Regions from separate parts of the Columba livia genome. Here region 1 is linked to region 2. Evidence: chromatin contacts called from public Hi-C data. All regions are on one chromosome and are shown on one strand. Each heading gives the region's core, a stretch centred on a gene start, on an enhancer-like site or on the middle of the called end of the contact. The rest is flanking DNA. Distances are from core to core; before and after follow the strand shown. Region 1 has its middle 21 kb from the start of KLHL31. Region 2 has its middle 27 kb from the start of ELOVL5.

Region 1 (4,750 bases), core at 1,793-4,292, 64 kb after region 2:
TCCTACCCTCTCCCTTGAGTCTGCATAAGCCTGGTCTTACCAATAGAAGAATTGATCCGGCTGAAATCTCAGCCAAGGGGAACAAAAACACAAGCTGTAACCTAGTTCAGGGTCATGCTATGGTTTTCCATGCAGTTGCACGGACATGTGTGCCCACGGGAGGCACGGCTGGAGAGGATGGAGAGAGCTGCCTCTGCAGGGGGCTGGGGAGGAGGATGCAAGGTGGTCTCTTCTGCTGCTTTGCAGGCTTGTGCTTCTTCACAGGGTGAGGTTATAAGACATGGCTGAGCCTGGGGGTGGCTGTTACCTCCCACCTCCACCAAATTTGTGCATCTTGGTGAAATCTTTCTGATCCTCACTCCTTTGCAGGGATGGCACATATGTGAGCACCAACTGGACACCAAAATGTCAGAGATGGGCATGTGGCAACCTGGGCTGCATATGAGAAGTGGTGTGTAGGAGATGCTGGGAGGTTCCCCCATCCCAGCTGTCCTGGGATTTCACTCATGAGGCAAGTAGTGAGCATTTACTGTACAACTGTGTGTTTCAGGGTGCCCCTTCACACGGAAGTTGCACAAAATAGACATTTTTGTGCGTGTGTTGAGAAACCAATTCAGAGTTGTGGAGCACTTCTACATCTGCACAGTAGACCATGGTGGGGATTTTGCAGGATAGCTCCAGGCTTGGAGAAATGGAGGCATGTGGAAACTCAGGCTGTCCTTGAACAGAGGTATGCAAAAGAAAGTTTCAAGACACTTTACATGTCAATGGCTTTTTTTTCCTTTTTTTCCAATACAGAACTGCTAAATATTCTCAGCTTGTTGGAACCCATATGTCTTGTTTGACTTATCTTTCATCTTCTTTCATCACCTTCTTTCTTTAGCTATGACTGAAACTGTACTTTAATTCCTGGAGAAGTTTGCAAGAGACAAGAAGGTAAGTGAACTAAGTTTACTTTTGTAGAGTAGGTGTCGTGGTTTAACCCCTGCCAGCAACTAAGCACCACACAGCCTCTCACTCTTCCTCCTGGTGGGATGGGGGAGAGAATCAGGAGATTAAAAGTGAGAAAACTCATGGGTTGAGATGAAGACAGTTAAATAGGTAAAGCAAAAGCTGCACACACAAGCAAAGCAAAACAAGGGATTAAATCACTACTTCCCATCAGCAGACAGGTGTTCAGCCATCTCCAGGACAGAGTGGCTCCATCATGCATAAGCGTTACTTGGGAAGACAAACACCATCACTCTGAACGTACCCCGCTTCCTTCATCTTCCTCCAGCTTATATACTCAGCATGACATCATATGGTGTGGAATATCGCTTTGGTCAGTTGGGGTCATCTGTCCCAGCCGTGTCCCCTCCCAACACCTCGTGCACCCCCAGCCCACTCACTGGTGGGGTGGTGTGAGGAGCAGAAAACGCCTTAACTCTGTGTAAGCACTGCACAGCAGTAGCTAAAACAGCCCTGTGTTACCAACACTGTTTTCAGCACAAGTCCAAAACTCAGCCCCATACTAACTACTAAGAAGAAAATTAACTGTATCCCAGACTAGACTATGCAGAAAATTAACTCTATCCCAGCCAAAACCAGCACAGTAGGTCAATGTGTTGGTGCTTGTGGTCTAACAATGTGTGGTGGTTTTAACTGCTGGGAAGATGGTGGTGCTCCAACCACTCACACACATACGGCAGTTGTTGAGCAGTCAGAGATTGCTCAAAACGAGGCACAGAATGGCCTGGAACACCTGCTACATAGAAGCTCAGATTTTCTTTAAGGCTATTAAAGGGATAAATGTAAGTTTCTGAATTTATTTTTTCAAAGGGAAACTTTGTCTTGATTGGAGATTTGCTATATCTTTCTGTATATTTACTTTAATGAGCAGCTGTGAACTTCATGCAGGAATTTTTTGGTGCAGGTTTATGCGGGTAATTAGGTGAGAGGTCAGACCTTAAATATTTAAACCTGATATCCAGGCATAGAATCCCAAAGAGACACAACTAATAGTTTATGCATTGAATGTAGCATCTTCCTCTGGAAATGTGCACAAATATATTTTTATTTTCTCCCACTTCCACAATTATTTTTTGATTTTTCAGCCTAGCATCCCGATGAAGGAAGGCTTTAGTGATTACAATATCTATCCATCTGTCCCATTCTAATAACTTTTAAACCAACTGCCACACTTTAACATTGTGCTGTAGTGTGACACACAGCTCAAAGGCATGAAGGCAGGATTCATTTCACCTAAGTTTAGACTTCTGTAGTATCAGTGTCTTAATCTGAGACAGTCACCTTGTCCTTACAGTTAGTGGAGACCAGCTGGCACTTTTAACCGTGATTCAAGTGACCTGATTTAGATGATTATTTTGGGATGGGATGAATCATGGCCTAAGTGCCTTTTTCTCTTCACTGCCTAGTTGGGATGATGAGCTGAGCTGACCTGAGGAATAGTGGCATAGCGGAATGTTCTGCATGACTTCTGAAGACTGACTCTGCATAAGAAAGGAAATTTAATGAGGGAAAACTGAAGTGTGTGCTCACCAGCCGTGTTGGGGCCAGTCACTGTGGGCATCCGGCTGCCGGCCAGCACATACCGCTTGTTGGGAGGTGGAGGGAGCTCAGGCTGCACTTTACCTCGCTGGTATATACAGGACATGGGAAGAAGATGAGTGTACTGCTGAGGTGAGGAGAAAGTCATACAGAGCTTTAAGGTCAGGAGAACTGTCAGGGTTATTAAGTTGGGTGGGTAAGAAAATAGGACTCTAGTTCAAAAGAAGCAAGGCTTCACCAGATTTACTGCTCACAGAGTTAATTGCTTATTCCCATGAACTCAGCACAACTCTGCATGCTGTGACTGCTCAGATAAAACAAGCTCAACAATAATCCTTTCAACATTTAAAGGTCAAGCCTTACCTCTGATCAGCTTATGATGCAAATTTCCATTTTCAACTTCATAATTTTCAAATAAGCACTTTTGGTGTTTTTTGCCCACAGTCTCTCTCTTTTCTCAGAAAAAGTCATTATAGACACCTCAAAATCACCTCATTCTTTACTCTGAGAGTCCTCAGGCCTGCTAAAGTCCTGAGGTGACTGAGCAGTGGCTTTGCTGAGGCTGCTGCCCAGGATCAATTGTCTCTGTTTCCTGTTTCTTTCCACCTGATGGCTCCTGGTCCAAGTTCTTTGGATGAGAGGATATCTTTGTTGTGCACAGTATGTCTCAATCAACAAACACAAGCCTGTAAAATAATCGTAATGCAAGTAAATAAATAAGAATATATTACTGTACTGGTTCTGTGCTGGATATGTGAACGTTGGTGTTATTCCTACTAACATGAAGGGTCTGGGTGTTGTTATGACTATGTCTCTAAAATATACTCCCCACTAAAGAGTTGGCTGGTTAAGCTCAGTCTCTCAGTTTGTGGAAAGAGACAGAAAGCAGGATTGCGCTGTACCTGCAGGAGGGGCAGCCATGGACAACAGCAACAGGAACAGAAGGAAACAAGAACCTAGAAAGGGCTTCTGTTTTGCTGATACCTGTGATATCATTGAATGAGAAGTCACTGTCACCTCAATAACTGTGGTAACAGTTTGTGCTTTGTCATGGTGACTCTCAGCATTTCATAAGGCAAGGCATTGTTTAAGATTGGCCTTACTGAAAATGCATTTGCTCCCACAAGTATGTTCTCATCTCAGGATCGTTTGTTAATGCATATTTATTTAGTAATTTACTTTCTGGGAACAATTCCATTCGTGTTCACTTCTTCATTATCAGCAAAGCATACCTCATTACTCTGTTTTTCAGAAAGCAAAACTGAGATTGCGAGTGAGCTAGCTGCTTGCTCAAAGCTGCGGAGTGGGTCAGTGACTCAGCAGCAGAGCAGCTCCAACAGCAGGCAGGTTTATTTGTGTTTCATTCCAGAAAGAAACAAAACAAGTAAGGCTGGCAAGGAGGAAATCTTCAAAACAAATGAACAATCTCTCCCAAGCTGATGCTGTCCAGAATTTGGTTCAGATTCCTACACGGAATGATAAACAGTGAATGCCAGATCCTCATTTAATCCTCAAAAGGTTCATTCTCTGTAAATCTCCAGGAAGGCTGCTGTCTGTTGTCCATAATTCCTCTTTTTGGGTATCTTCATCTCCCTGGTTGGACAGCAGAAAGAAGCACGGCACAAGTGACACCCTTGTTGCCATCCTCTTGCTGAGGGAGCATGGGCCTTCTTGTCATGATGTAAATGAACAACTTGGAAGTCCTCAGTGTTTTCCAGTCTGATGGCTTCCATTCATGTCCTTGGTTATCCATACTGACCCTTCCGTTGTCTTTACTCTACTGCCTTCTCTGGTGCTCTCACATACTTTCATTCCTGCTTCACCTGGAACTACGCACCTATTTTTTGTCTCCACACTCTGAAAGAGGGCCATAGGCTGCCTTCCAGGGACTTGCTTGCAAAACAGAAGTAAGCCAGAGTTAGGAAGGTTCAAAGCAGTCTCCAGATGCTGATATGCCTGTGTGCATGTGTATTTGCTCTGCGCCAGCCTGTTAAGTATGAACTGCTGCTGAACAGTAAGTATTTAAGAGTAGAGTAGAACAAAGGGTACGAGATTCTACAATTAAAAGACACAGCAGCCTAAAAACAAAATTTCAAGCCAACAAAATCTTGAAGTGCAGGGAAAAATAGTTAATATCTACAGTGGAATTGAGTTCAAGGTGGATGCCCTTAAATTAACATGTCTGCGTACAAGGGATATA
Region 2 (5,080 bases), core at 1,299-3,798:
TCAACCATGGAGATGTCCTACTTGGAGAGAGAGAGACTGAGATGGAGGAGAAGGTCCTAGAGGAGATGATGAGGTGGTCAAAGAGGAAAGCAATGATGAAACTTTCCCTGAAAGCCATCATCACAGTTCCTCTTGACTAGGCTCAGCTTTGCTTCTTGAAGAAGGTAGAGCTCATGGGAACACTAGGACATAGCGGCTGCAATTTGTTTGGTACATGGGAATTCAGAATTTTTCCTCATTCCTATCCAGACAGAAATCATTGAGCAAGTCACAAAATCAGGAGCTTCCTGTTACCGCTGTGTTTCCCACCCTCTTGAAACAGCTTTTGAAAGTGGCTGCTAAATCACCTGCTTCTGTTGCAGGGCCTGTCATAGCAGCTGATCTCCAGCTGGAGGGATGCCATGAAGGCACAGCACTAGTATTTAGTGATTTTGGCTCTATCTGTAATGTCCCCTGGGAGGCACAGGCAGCCCGTGGTACCCCAGGGCACAGCCTACAGGTGTCCTCTCACAGCAGGTGTCAGATAAACAAAATCTGACTGATTATTGTGTCCTTACTACTCATGGGCTCCACCAGTAAAAATTGTTTGTAAGGAAGTAGCTAGTACAGACCAAATGTATACCCGTTCCATATTTGTTTATGATAAAAGATAAGAAATGGGTATGTGAGGCTATCACTATGTCATCTCTGTCCAATTCGGCACAGCCAGGGAAATGTAGCTGAAGTGGTTTGATGACAAAATTGATCACATACTTTTCACTTTATTTGTGATTAGAGCATCAAACTCACTACACCACATCATCCCATGGGCTCTTCTAGACCAGCATCTAGACCACTGCCTCTTGAAATGGATGGATCTTACTGTGCGGTGCTCTAGCATGTTGTTGCAACAGCAAATGTGTTTGGCACCAGAGTTTTCACACTACAAAACTCTGTTGGCTGCATTAGGACAAGAGGAGATAAACCCTCCCTTTCAGGATGGCAGCAGAGCTGGAAGCAGAAGACAGCTGTGCTGATGTCCTGATCCTGGCAGACAGTCCCCTCCTCTGGACAGCCTGGTCCTGGAGGAAGCGTTCCTCTCCACCAGAAAACAGCTTGCTCTGGTATATCTTGAAAACCATCACAAAGCTTTGTAAGAACGCGTGAGTACAGGAGGCAGCCAGTGAGAAACACAGCAGCCTGCAGAGTTTATCCCTGGATACTCTTGTTGCACAGTTTGAATCTTGCAAGTTTCCTTTCTGTTGCAGGGATTTTGCTTTTCCAAGGTAAGATGAGAAATAGTGTCTTGTCCTAGTACTGTGTCAGGATTCAGGGCAAGTATCACTTTTTATTGGCTCACGGCAATGCCAAATACGCCACATTGCTGGAAGCTGGAGTGGCAGCCAGAGGGACTGAGGTGGCTGCAGGGCTGCCCTCTCCTCTCCCAGCCACCCCACATCCTCAAACCCTTGTGACCTGAGAGGGAAGGGGCAGATGCCGGTGACACCACGTGTGCTGGGATGACTGGGATGCGGACAGTCAGAATGAGTTTCCAGGAACAGGTGGATGCCCCTTTCCAGGGCTCTGCTTTTCACACGTGCCTCTGGAAATGGCCTCAGCCCTCACCCAGCAGAAGCGGCGGGACTTGTGCTAGTCAGGCTGTGCTGTAAAGAAAGAGGAAAAGACAAAAGTCTGGAATATACTGTTTTGTACCATTCACTGAGGAGGCTCAGACAGTTTTTTTTTACAACAGTGTGTGAAGTTTGTTGTCTAGAGGTGAGTATTTTAAGAGCAAGACCTAGCTACATTTGAAAGGAGAGCCCTCTTGTTCATCTCACATTGCCATTCAGGGTATGTCATGTCCAGAAGCACTTGGATGTTACACATTTTAATTCAGACAGTGGCAATTTTGCTCTCAGCAGTGCAATTGTGCAGCTGAACTGAATGCCTGAAAGGGACAAGCTGACCTATTTTCCAGCCTGTGCTCCAGCATAACCTTTTAAAACACGCACCGGGCCTGCCCTGCTCGTACAACATCTACACAGCAGGTCTGCCAGGAGGGGTCCCGGCCGGGTGTCCCCGGGCAGCCCCCGCACCGGCCTCAGCTCCCTCTGCCCTTTGCATCAGGCGAGGGCTGCAAAGTCACCACAGCTGTTCTAGTGAGCTCCTGGAGCTGTGGTGGGACACCAGCACATGAAGGGGTTTGCACTGGGTGCATGGGCTGGGGCGAAGCTCATGAGTAGACACTTGGGCCAAAATCCGTGGAGGATTTTGACCTGAAATACCCTTGTGGCTCCGGCTCCTTTTTTCTCTTTATTCCCCAGTGAACAGTTATTTTCTCGCTCCAGCTCTGCCTTGCCTGTGGCCTTAGGAGGCCACCTAGAGCTGGGCCTGGGCTTAGCAATGAGCTTTTCCCGACCTCACCCCCCAGCGCCATGAGCACACCCAGCAACGACCCTGGCTGGTTTTCCACTCTCCCTGCCGGGCTTGTTTTGCTTTGCTGGCAATGTTAACGCTGTCGTAGCGCAGGGTTCACATCGGACTTTATATTGCACTGCTCTAGCTCACCCTGCCGAGGTGAGGAATTACAAGCAGCAGCAGTTTGTGCTCGGTAGCCTGGGTTGTATCTGAGACACAAAGCACAATGCAGCCACATCTGCCACTCACCAGGATCAGGGGCTCTGGAGAGAGCTGGCTGCCGGCTTGGCCTCCCTCCCGTGACATCGCTGGCCACCCTCTGTCCTGTTGCTGTTTAAAATCAGATGCGCTTTAGCTGATGCCAGAGGGATGAGTAATGCACAGGAACGCTGCAGGGTGGGGTGGAGGGTATGACATGTTGGTGATGCTGAGCCTTGCCTCCCCTTGGTGGTAAGGTGGTTGTGGTTTGTGGTTTTGGTTTTTTGTTTTGTTTTCTTTTCTGGAAGGCTTTCCTGTTTTTCATTAAGCAGCTGCGTGATGGTCTCTGGGCAAGGAGGCCCAGCCCCTTACACGGCCAAGAAAAATACTTTAAGTTCTTGGCCCCTGAATGCCCATGTTGTAAGCTGGCAGGGATTAGGAGTCCAGCACTGCATGTGCGTGCACGGATGGGAATGGATGGGAAGGCGTATAGTCCAACCTAGCAAATGGTTTAAGGGAAAGAATAAACCTAACTGAAAATTGCTGGAGAGTTTGAGGTCACCTTGGAACAGCTGCTTTCCCAGTGCAAATCAAAGAGTGGGGAGAAAGCGGGACATTTCAGAGACTTGCTGGTCATAGGCTTCACTCCTTTACACTTTCTTACCCACTACCCCAGCCTCTTCTGAATAATAACACGCCAGAGCAACATACACAAAGCAATTCCTCCCTTCCACATGGACTGGCTGTAGTCAGGTAACCAGGCACTCTTTAAAATGCCTTCATCAAAATCTGTACCGTCATCCCCATAAAAAACCTCCTTTCTTTTGATCTAATTGCATTTAATAGGAATTTGGACTTTCTCCAGAGTAAGAACAGTTGTTGCTGCATAAATATTTTATAAACTAGCATTTTTTCCAGCCAAATCACAAATTCTGGAAAGTCAACGATGAGGAGCCATCACGCACCAACACTTCCATTTGTGATTGCAGGAGGTGGCCATCCTGGGGGCTGCCAACACCTGCCAGCGCTTCACCTTCTGTATGCCGAGGACACTGCAATTCAGTTCTTAATTTGCAGCTCAGTGAATCCTGAGAGAGAAAACATTAAGCACACGTAGCAGAGAGGGGAAACCCAATATCCCATCTTCTCACAGTGAGGCTGCGTGTGCTGCGGGACAGAGCAGGGAGCGGTGCCGCACGCGGGCTGGGGCACAGCCGCGGTGTTTGCACAGCGCCGAGGCATCGCTGAGTCCCGTTCTGCCTCCCAGCGAGTTCGCTGGGGTGGGCAGCAGGTCAGGAAGGGACACAGCCAGGCAGCTGACCCCAGTTGGCCAAAGGGACACTCCACACCATAATAGCTTCGTGTTCCTCTATAAAATAGAAAGTGAGGGTTTTGTCTTCCAGCACAGCTGTAGCTCAGAGATGGGGTCGGTGGGTGTCAAGCTGCTTGTGGGTGCTGAGTGGTTGCCTTTGCTTTTCCTGTTCTTTTCCTCTTTCCTTCCCTTATTAAAATGTCTTTGCCCCAACACACAAATTTTCTTGCTTTTGCTCTACCTACTCTCCCCTCTCCCACTGTGAGGGAGCGAGTGGGTGCTGTGGGTGCTCAGCTGCTGGCTGGCGTCAGCCCACCACACAGAGAAAGAGAGGAGGCAAACCTGGTTTATTAATCCCTTCTCATTGTCCTTTTTATTTTTTTTTTTTGGCAATTATTTGAAATGGGGCCCTTGACTCCTTTCGGCATTAGGGATTCAGAGTCACAGGTGAGAAACATTGCAGATCAACTCTCCTGTAGTTTACACTAGATCCCATTCCTGTAAAATACTCTTGATTGCATGCACTCTGGTGTCCTTCAGTTAAGAGGCACAACGAAGACAGACAATGCTGTGTGGGCAGGTTTGGCTTAACTCACATGGTGAGAATCACAAAAAATGATATTCTGCCACCTGCCCACCCCAGGAGCTGCACTGTCCCCTCCTCCCTCAGGGTACAAGTACGCTCCGTGCAAAGCTCACCGTCTACAAACGCTGCTTCTGTTTCTCCCCAGAGTGGCTTCAGAAAAATTCCAATGAAGCATCAGGTCTTTCAGACCTCAAGAGACAGTGTTTCGGCTATAATGCTAAAATTGAACATTCTTGCTTCCATTCCCTTGTAAATCACAGGTTCTTGAACTGTTCGGCATCACACTTCACAGCCACCTTTTGATACCACCACAGCAAAGGGAACTATTGCATTTCTCTCCCCTCATCTCCTCTGCTGGAGCAGAGAACATCCTGACTAGCTTATTTTTGCATGTGTATGTGTTGCCAATTATCCTTAAGAGGCAGTTTGAAGGAAGGACCTGGCTCTTGAGAAGGGACTGCAGCAATCCTTTTCTGCTAAAACCCAGCTCCCACCATCCAGAGAGCTGCTGAAATAACCTCAGCTCCTGCCACCAGCTCCCTGTGTAGCACGTCTCTCAAATATACTGTAAAACCATATCAGCACAC

Evidence for each region. A called contact is a pair of places that touch in the nucleus more often than the background predicts.
Region 1: a Hi-C map of crop shows a contact between it and region 2, with 2.4 times the contacts expected there. The contact joins two enhancer-like sites. A contact is called at or near these places in 2 of 2 Hi-C or Micro-C datasets (crop and liver).

What each region holds. Positions count from the first base shown.
Region 1 is chr3:25,526,084-25,530,833 of bColLiv1.pat.W.v2, forward strand. No RefSeq gene overlaps it. Among named protein-coding and RNA genes, the nearest start is that of KLHL31, 21 kb to the right of the region's middle. Within about 2 kb of position 3,043, at least 1 of the 3 cell types and tissues checked has an H3K27ac peak away from gene starts, as active enhancers do.
Region 2 is chr3:25,462,808-25,467,887 of bColLiv1.pat.W.v2, forward strand. No RefSeq gene overlaps it. Among named protein-coding and RNA genes, the nearest start is that of ELOVL5, 27 kb to the left of the region's middle. Within about 2 kb of position 2,549, at least 1 of the 3 cell types and tissues checked has an H3K27ac peak away from gene starts, as active enhancers do.